2 separate regions of the Rattus norvegicus genome follow, and region 1 is linked to region 2. The links are chromatin contacts, called in public Hi-C maps. All regions are on one chromosome and are shown on one strand. The core of a region is the stretch at or near the end of the contact, and the rest is flanking DNA. Distances in the headings are between cores, read along the strand shown. Region 1 has its middle 410 kb from the start of Adamts5. Region 2 has its middle 160 kb from the start of Adamts5.

Region 1 (5,059 bases), core at 390-2,889, 250 kb after region 2:
GTACAACCGTTATTATGCTAGAGATAAAATTTTGTTTTATTTAAACAGTGTTAGGAGCTGTCCTTTTGTAGAAATGAGGCACAAAACATCAAGAAAAAAGGATTTTGTTACAAGATAAGACACTTGAATATTATTTATGCTTTTATTTTCTTCACATACTTTAAAAAAGAAGTACAGAAGAGGGGAAATCCACAAAGTAAATTCTGCAAAAGAGTAAACTTGTAAATACATGTGTGTGTGAGCAGGCATGCATGTGTGGGTGAACGTGTACACACATGCACGCACACACATTCTCTCTCTCTCTCTCTCTCTCTCTCTCTCTCTCACACACACACACACACACACACACCCTCACATACACACACACACATCAAATATAATCCAAGATAGTTGACAGTTGCAATCCAAATAGTTATCTCTCTGAATTGCCTTTCACACTCACTAGTTTATGTGTGTAACTAGCAATCTTGGGTTATGAATTGTGAAGTAATTCAGTTTTTTGAGCAGTATGATTTATTTTTCTAATAATAACTATAAAGAAATGTATACCATGCTTTTGGAAAATCATTGGCTCCCTAGAAAATCTGAACAACTTTGGGATTTCAGGAAGGTATTATTTTCTTAATTGTGTAACATATTTAAGAAAAGAAACGTACTCTTCACTTTCAACATACTTTACGACATATTTACCAGTGACTTCCAATGTAAGTTTTACGCTATATAGTTTCAATATGGAGTCACTTCATTCCCCAGGCTCTAATGTCATCATCTGTCCTGGTGGGAGTGTAAAATCAAGAAACATTTTATAAGAAAAATGATGTGAACAACTTCATTACTAAGGATTAGTTGTTTCTTGAATTTCTGTGAAGAATCATGGCTGATTTGCAAAACACACCTATATCATATTGCAATGCTTCACTCAAAAGAATTGTTTGTGCAGCTATCTCAGAAGGAATGAACTGACATTTCCAAAAATAAAAAAATATATATTTTTATACAATTGAGGTTAGAGAAATTTAGTAAGAGACGGTTAGTTCAAATCATTTTAAAATAAGACTATTTAGTCCTGTTTATTAGACCACTGGGGCTTCCATAAGAAATACTATAAATAGGGTTTCTTAAATATATTTGCTTACAGTAATTTCAAAATAGAGGATGTGAGTCTTCTTGGCGTGAGTCATTTTCCTGAGTTACAGATGACTGTGTTCTGTCTGTAGACTTATCAGATCAAAGCTCTAAGCACATGATTTTTTTGAACCCTAATTCCTACCTCCTTCAAATACAACAGCTTTGGGTTAAGGACTATCAACTTCAAATTTTGTCAGACATTGGATTCTGTCCATAGCACTGCACTGCTCATAAACTCAATTTCATGACCTTATCGCATACGAAATGCAGTTATTCTTTGCTTGTTCCAATATCAACTGTAAGCGCTAGAGTCTCGAGGCAAAAGAATAGTTTTCTTTGGCTTGGTGTCTCTTGCTCCCAGCCATCTCCACCCTGTTTCTGAGGTAGGAGTGCAAAGAATATAATCTCTTACTGCTGGAGGCTCAGTTCCTCCCATTACATAAAGACCACACATACCATAGCTTTACTGAAGACATAAGATTCTGCAGCCTCACTTAAGTGCTACAGCCTAGTTCATTCCATCATTCCATAGGACTTCCTCCATTCTGTTATTTCCAAATGGTGGTGCTTCTCTAGATATAATCACATTTCTTCCCTTGAGATGGCTCATTTAGCTGATGAATTATATACATGCTCTTTTTTAAAAATCAGATATCATTTACTCTGTCCTCACAAGCTCAGATGTTCACAATAAAATACAAAGGACTGGGGTCTTAGATGATCTGAATGTATTGGCCCACATATGTGCAATCCAGAAGTCCACTCAACTCCTGGGTTTCTGGTTGTTGTTTTCTCAGCATGTCTTCTCATGCAGATGCAAGCAGAGCCCTCTAGTGTCTTTTATTATAATGACACTAATCCTATACTATTAACCTCTGCAATGAGTATTAAAGCTTCAATTTACATAATATAAGGGGTAATCATTTAGCTCTTAACAGCATGTTTTCTCTGCTGACACAGCACTTTTCAGTTTTTGGATTTTTAGTTTGATGTTTAATCCTACCAGAATCTCTCTCACCATTCTAAGTTTCTCAACCCCACATGACCTTCAGAAGGTCTTGTAATGTATACATTAGAACTATTTCCTCGGCACAAAGCAGAGAGTGTAGCTGTGTGTTAACTATCTGTTGCATTCCATCTGCCAATGCTGCGTACTAATTTTTTCATGTCTGCTTTACATGTGGTTTTGTGCTGAATGGGCCTTCTCTGTTTGCTTCCTAGAATTTTTAAATATAGTAGTAGTTCTACCAAGCCATAGGACATTTTCTGAATACCTGTCTCCCTTCTATACTTTAAGAGACTCACAAAGTAAGTTACCTCTGTATATTTCTGCTTATTGGAGTAAAATTCTGCTAAATATCTAGTTTTGATACAATCGTTGATTGATGCACGGTTAATCTAATGCAATGTAATGACTTGACTCATCACCTAATCATATAGTGTTCCCACTATGATGGACTATCTCCTTATTTCTTTAATAAGGAAAGTAACTAATACAGATAATTAGGAACAATAAAGTTGGGTGTTAATGAATTTAGCCTAAAGCATGGGCTTTACATGTTTAGAACTGGTTTGTGGGAAGAGTGAGGAGGAATTTGAAGCCACAAGTTTGAAAGTCCCTAGAATGCTATACACATTGCTAGAGGAAGATTATGGTGGGAGTACAGGAGAGAACAAGGCCAGGAGAAAAGTAGAAAATGATGGCCTGATCCCTACATTTTCTATTCATTCATTCATTCATTCATTCATTCATTCAGTCTGTCTAATCCAATATATAGGCATTTCAGTCTCCCCTCCATCCCATGTTTCCCCTCAGATCCCATATCACCTCTCCTCTCCCACAGATCCACTGTTCCTCTATTTCCCTTCAGAAAAAAGCAAGCCTTCTTGTGATATCAAACTTGGTACACTAAGATTCAACAAAACTAGGCACATGCCCTCAGTCAAAACTAGATGAAGTCCCATGAGCTGGCAAAGAAGTTAGAGACACCCCCCACTGCCATTGTCCAACAAAACCTCAAGCTAAAGAACTACGACATGTATGCAGAGGACTTGGTGCAGAACCATGCAGGATCCATTGTGACTGCTTTAGTCTTTGCAAACTCCGATGAGTTCCGGTTAGTTGGTACTGATGGCTGTGTTCTGGTGTCCTATACTTCTAGTTTTTAAAGGGACACAAGGACAGTTCCACTTGATGCTAGGTGATGAGGTCGTTCTTATTACATTTTAGCAAAACGCTGCACATATTGTATTCTCTCTGAGTCCTTAGAACCTGAGTCAGAGTGAGGTCACGGGCATGAAGTTGAGACAGACGAAATCTCAAGACCACAGAATTTAAGCTATGTCATAGTTGCTGGTCAGTTCGCATCTCCAGCCCGTCTGTGAAAGAGCAGGAAGTGGAAGAAAGCAGATTTGAATATGTAGCGGGAAGGAAGGAGTCTAATGTTGTAGCCAGACAAGGCTCAAGAGACTGCTCAGAAGTTAAGCTGCAAACTATTCTTGCTGAAGACTTGATTTTGGATGTCCAACATCCAGAAGATATGGGCAACAGTTTCCTCTAATTTTGACTCCAGGGGACCTGATATCTCTTGGTCTCTGCAAGCACTTGTGTTCACACGCACTTACTGATACACGGGTACACTCATACACATAACTAAAAGTAACAAAAATGCATAAAGAAGAAAGTTACAGAAAGAATAGGTACTCAGAAAACACCGGCAACCATTAAGTGAATTAGCACCTTGGTGTCTTTTCTGCTGGCATGCTTCGAAAACAAGACCCAACACGAGAAAGGTTCCAAATTATAAAAGGCCAAATTACCTGGCAATGAGAGAGCCTGAACTGAAAGTGTCATGAAAGGACATCTCTACTAAAGAGCAAACCTCTTGAGAAATGTTCCCCAAGTTCAGCACATGCCAAGTCGATATAACTGTGGCCCCACATGATTAGACTACTTCTCAAAATTGCAACAAATTTAGCAGTACTGTCTATTTCTCTATGCGGTATTTATTTTACACATGTAAAGATACAAGAGCAAGTGGACAAAGGCCATGTTCCCAAGAGCAAATACTATCTAGAACTGTATGGCAAGGTGTCAGGTCCTACAAGGAGGTCTAGAGGAGTTATTGAATGAAGTGAAGTTTATGTAGAAATGGAGACCCCATGTTATTAGAGATATAAGGAACGTTGACATCTACTGAATTAAGGTACAGCCATGAATATGAGCTGGCTTGAGGGAGAAGCTGTGTGTGATGCACGCAATAGAACTGGAGAGGAGGGGCTATCTAATACTGTGAGGCTACAATTACTCCATTGCAAATCTCAGCTGGGAAGCATAGAGTTATAGGACTTAGGACTCTCTCTCTCTCTCTCTCTCTCTCTCTCTCTCTCTCTCTCTGTGTGTGTGTGTGTGTGTGTTTCAATAAAACTTTCTAAAAAAGTCATATTATCTACTATTTAGTCATTGCAAACACCTTTCTTTCATAAAAATTGGTTATTTTATCCATTTACATTTCAAATGTTATCCTCCTTCCCAGTTTCCTCTCCACAAGCCCCCTATCTCCTTCTTCCTCCCCCTTGCCTCTGTGAGGGTGCTTCCCCACTGGCCCACCCACTCCTACTCCGAGCATTCCCCTATCCTGGGTCATCAATCCTCCACAGGACCAAGGGGATTCCTTCCCAGTGAGGCCCTGCTTTGGCAATCCTTTGCTACATATCCAGCTGGAGCCCCTGTGTACTCTTTGGTTGGTGATCTAGTCCCTGGGAGCTTTGGAATCTGGTTAGTTCTTATTGTTGTTCTTCCTATGGGGTTGTAAAACCCTTCAGCTCCTATAGTCTTTGCCCTAACTTTCCCATTGGGGTCTCCACGCTTAGCCTACTATTTGACTGTGTACATCAGCATCTGTATTGGTCTGACTCTGGCAGAGATTCT
Region 2 (5,316 bases), core at 2,148-4,647:
CCCATGCTATGGTGTTAACATCTCATGATCTGATGTTTAGTCTTCGTGTAGTAACTGTATGCTGAATGTCGTGGAGTCCTTGGCAGTAGGTGTAGTGGGAGTGGACTAAAAGGGGTGGGCATTACAAGGTATCAGACTGCACTTCTGCTTCCCCTGCTTCTGGGTCTGCATAGATATGAGGCTCCTACACCATATACTCATAACATCATGTGTAGGCATTCTGCTCTATTTTCCTTGTCATGATGCATGAGAATCCTTCTGAAGATGAGATATGTTTTTTCGAAACTTAAGTTCTTTCCTTCAACTACTTGGTAATACTGAAGGAAAAGTGATGAAAGGTCAAAATCGAAAGGTATGTTGCTAGAGAAATGTGATTGTGAAATGACTTGACTCCCAGAAAAACTTTCAGTGCCTTTAAAACAAAACCCAACTACACAAAGGAAGACAAGAAGTGATTCCAAAGAAGCATCCTTACAGATTCAACATTGGAACAAATGAAAAAAAATGGTGGAAAAATGTTGATTCAAATGATAGTTTGATTAATGATAATTCTGAACACTACTATTTGGGAATTATTGAAAACATGGAATTAGTTTTCTGCTAATTTTAGGGCCAGTCTGTGAGTTTTGTTGGCTATTTAAATAAATTAATTTAGGAATATTTAAAAAAATGTTTCATATTAGAGTAGATATGTGGTTTGGGTGGTCTAAAACTTACCCAGTTTGGGACTATGAGATACTTTAAAATAGGAATTTAAATCAATGAAAAAATGAATTATAAAATCCAATAATTATTTAGAAAATTAAAAAGTATACATTACCACTCTTCTGCCCACCATGTTCTTCATCTATGATGTCATAGATTTAAAGCAAACGGGCCCAGAAAGAATAAACAAAACTCTCTGAAGGCAGACATAGGATGCACCTCAGATGATAGAGCTCACGAAACAGGATTAACAGTGCCTGTCATTACTACCAGATGGGAGGTGGAGGCAGGGGGATGCAGGACAGGACGGTCAGCTTTTGCTACACAGTGAGGTTGAGGACATCTTTGCCTATGTAAGACCTAGGTTAAACCTAATAAAAAGAATAAATTTTTAAAACAATCAAGAAAGCAAGCAAAGAAAGAAAGAAAGAGAGAAAGAAAGAAAGAAAGAAAGAAAGAAAGAAAGAAAGATAGACAAATAGAAGGAAAGAAAGATAAAATAGCAGCTGTATATGAACATTTAGGAAAACAACTCATGGTTTTTTAATTTGTTAACTCTCAGGAAAATGGCAACTATATACACATTTTCTTACTTTGTAACTATATATTCTTTGATGATCCCTGTTTTCAATCTACTCATATTGATTTTTTTAATGGTAAGAATAGAAAGAACAATTCCTTATTTATTCTAATCTCTGCTACTTTTTTCCTATTACTGTGACAAAACGCCTGAGGAAAACAAACTTCATGGGGAAAGAATAATTTTGGTTTATGGTTTCAGTGGTTTTATTCTAAAGCCACCTGGTTACACTGCGTTTAGGATTGGTGACAAGGATAAATCATGGGGGTAGGGGTAGGGAGTAGAGAAAATGTGAGGAACCAATATGGCTCAAAGCTTTTAAAAATTTTGTAAAAGAAAAATGCAGGCTGGAGAGATGACTCAGTGGTTACGAGCACTGACTGCTCTTCCAGAGGTCCTGAGTTCAATTCCCAGCAACCCCATGGTGGCTCACAACCATCTGTGATGGGATCTGATGCCCTCTTCTGGTGTCTATAAAGACAGTGACAGAGTACTCATATACATAAAATAAATGAATCTTTTAAGAAAGAAAAATGCATAATACCACATATATCATCCACAGACCCTAACTGGGTTTACTATTCTGTTCTGTAAAATAAGTTTAGTTACCTTTACCATTGGATTTAAGGTACTTATTGTTGAAATTTAAAAAAAAAAGAAACTTTCGAGTTAGTACTTTAGTTCATTCATCACTGGGCTGACAATGCCTGGACCATGATCATGTGTAATAGCAAGGGTTGTAAGACCACCCGAATGAAAGGCGATATCGTCCCTGTTCAGCTTTCTGTGGGTGGATCTCAGCTTTCATACAGTTGCAAGATAGCATTCTGCACAAGAAGTGTGGTGAAGGTTACATGAGAGTGGATTGACAAAGCTCTCAATAATCACAATAAGCTTAAGAGATTTTCCCCAAATCGACTGTCCATGTAAACACAAAACACAGCAGCCACATGTATCGATTCCTTATTCTCTGTCTGCCAGGGCCATAGAAAGACTTACACTATATTTGATCTGCTATTTGCTGATATAACACTGTTCAGTCACATTCTATGCACACACAGACACACAGACACAGACACACACAGACACACAGACACACACACACATACACACACACACACACACCTAGTTGTAAAACTATAAAAATGGCTTTTCCTGAGTACACCCCAGACTAGTAAATTATCATGCACAAAAGGTTGGCCCTGAAATTTATTTTCTAATTAGTGGTTTCTTTACAATTTGTCTATAAACTTTAGATTGGATCAAAACGAGAAAGAAGGTAAATGGTTTAATGCATTACTTTGTCCCTGGCTTCTGACGCTACACTCACATTTGAATTGCCTGGCCATGTGCCCAGTAAAACACAATAGGTGGATTTTAATGGTCTGAAGCTCTCTTGGAAGTGGCCATTAAGAGCAGCCACTTTTATAAGTCCCATTGGTCTGAGTCGCTTGCGCTCTGCAGGCCAGCCCATTGGAATCCTATACAGAGTGAATGGATAATGGATAAAGAAATATGGCCCATCGTGGATCAATTCAACTAAGACATTACTGGAAAACCACAGAAATGCTTCTCTTTTACATAATGAATAAGCTAGAGGAGTAGCCGGGGGATATGTGGCCCAAGAGGCCAGCATTTCAATGCCACTGCTGCCCCTCCATGCTCAGGAAAGTCAGTGGCTTCACTACAACTTCTTAAGTTTCTTGGTCTTATACTTAGAGACATTTGCATTTTAAAGTCCTTAGAAGTTCCTGACTGTAAAATTTGATGTTTCACTCTTAAACATGTGAAATAAGTTCACTTCTGATAACTAACTCCCCTTATAGAAGGGAAATAACTTACTCTTGCTTTCAACTTGGTTACGGTGTCTGGTTGATGGGGAAATAGAGTTTCATGATAAAATCACAGCTGTCTGGAGACTGGCAAGATGGTTCAGTGGATAAAGCATATGTCGCATGCATCATACACACACACACACATATTTAAAATGCAGATGTTTTAAAATGTTTAAATTATTGTAATCATGTATTTACTTCATTATGATGAGAGTGAGGATGGATGTCTAATTTACAACTTGTTGAGCAGCTGGGCTGTAACAATGCTGACACGGTGCATAGTGTCTCCCCGAAACCTGTTTTCCTCCATTCAGTCTCTTAAAGGAGAGCTACTTCCCTTTGAGAAAAGCCAGAAGCAACAGAGCGGAGAAAGATGAAAATATGGACTATGATATATGTGCCATCTTACCTGGGATTTATGTTTTGCTGACCCCACCAAAACAGCTACTTCTCTAGCTCTGATCTCCATAACATATCAGTATTGATATGAAAATCTCATATGTTACCACATGACTCTTAATCTTTGTACATGTTGATCTATATTAGAAACAAAAATTATTATCTGATACCTAAAATAGTCATACAAATAATTGTTAATTTTCTTTGATTTCATTCAAGGCTCCAGAAGCCATTAATGGATGCAATTTAAATATTTAACAAGTTTTACAGAAACCCGTGAAAGCTCTTTCAAGACAACAACCTGAAATATCATTGTTAGCCAATTTATCAACATAGATACAATTGGTTTCATCAACTTTCCACATGTGAATTAAGGGAGTATAAAAAATCTGTTCCTGTCTTAGTTTCATCATTTATTGTCATGGGAGAAGGCAGGCCTAGTCACTGACATGGGAGGAAGCAGGGCTAGTCACTGACATTATTTCAAATTAAACCAAAGAGTGAGAAAAGTCAGTGAAGGGCCATGTTGTAATTCTCTTTTTATCCAGCAGATCCAGAAAAGTGACTCTTCTCCTTATGTGTAATAAGTTGGTTTGACAGGACTTAAAAAATGATTAATTATCTTAGAATGTGAATGTTTGGGTAAAGGATACTTCTGGTTTCCAAGAAGATGCTCATTACTGATAAATTTCCACTATCCATGGAAATCTCTTTAAAACAATAACATCAATGCTGTATTTTATACATTTCCAAGATTTGATTGCATCTGCACAATATTTTCAGCGAGACCCATTCTGATGTGGCAAGAAATGTAAAGTGATGATCTCCTGTGCCAGTAGATTTAAGTGATTGCCAAGAACACATTGGTGGGCTCACAGAGAGTGCTGTGTCCACTCCCCACCCAAACTGACTCATTCTTTGGTGAGGTTCATGAAGGGTGGAGAGGATCTCAGCATTTGGAGGGTTCTTGAAAGAAAACATACTTTGAATGCCTGCTGTCCCACTGACAATCGTGAAGTTGTAACAGTTCTGTAATGTGTGGTTAACACATCTTGAACTCATTATTAGGAATATAAAAAATGGATGTTTTCTGTTATATTTTCACTGATGTAGAAAATAAATGATTAACTATGTAATAGATAGCTATATACTTACATGTAGCTGTAACCTTATTACTCTATAGTGTGCATATTTATACTATATATTCTATATTATGTATTGCAATTTGTATACTATCGAGCAGTGTCATGTATACCTTATTGATTTTTTGAGTAATATTTTTAAATATAAAAAAGTGAAGACACCTATTTTAGACTGCAGGAAGAATGGTAATATTTTTATTAGATATTTTATTTATTTACACCTCAAATGTTAATCCCTTTCCCAGTTTTCCCTCCGCAAACCCTCTATGTCATTCCCCCTCCCCCTGCTTCTGTGAGGATGCTCCCCCTCCCACCCACCCACCCACCCACCCACCCACTCCCACCTCACTGACCTGGTATTCCCCTACACTGGAGCATCAAGTCTTCCCAGGACCAAGGGCCTCTCCTCCCATTGATGTCAGATAAGGGTATCCTCTGCTACATATGCAGCTGGAGTCAGTCCCCTTCAGTCCTTTCCCTAACTCCTCCTTTTGGGGTCCCTGCGCTCAGTCCAATGGTTGGCTGCAAGCATCCGCATCTGTATTTGTCAGGCATCTGTATTTAAATCCCATAGAGAAAGATGGCATTCTTTCCATAGAGTAAATCATCAAGTGTGCATGTTTTCTACCACTTTTGAATTCTCGCCCTACTTTCT

The links. Hi-C and Micro-C count contacts between places; a contact is called where the count stands out from the background.
Region 1: a contact with region 2 is called in a Hi-C map of Schwann cells, with 5 times the contacts expected there. The contact joins two enhancer-like sites. A contact is called at or near these places in 2 of 12 Hi-C or Micro-C datasets (the Rat2 cell line and Schwann cells).

What each region holds. Positions count from the first base shown.
Region 1 is chr11:38,945,477-38,950,535 of GRCr8, forward strand. No RefSeq gene overlaps it. Among named protein-coding and RNA genes, the nearest start is that of Adamts5, 410 kb to the left of the region's middle. Within about 2 kb of position 1,640, at least 2 of the 93 cell types and tissues checked have an H3K27ac peak or open chromatin away from gene starts, as enhancers often do.
Region 2 is chr11:38,692,919-38,698,234 of GRCr8, forward strand. No RefSeq gene overlaps it. Among named protein-coding and RNA genes, the nearest start is that of Adamts5, 160 kb to the left of the region's middle. Within about 2 kb of position 3,398, at least 2 of the 93 cell types and tissues checked have an H3K27ac peak or open chromatin away from gene starts, as enhancers often do.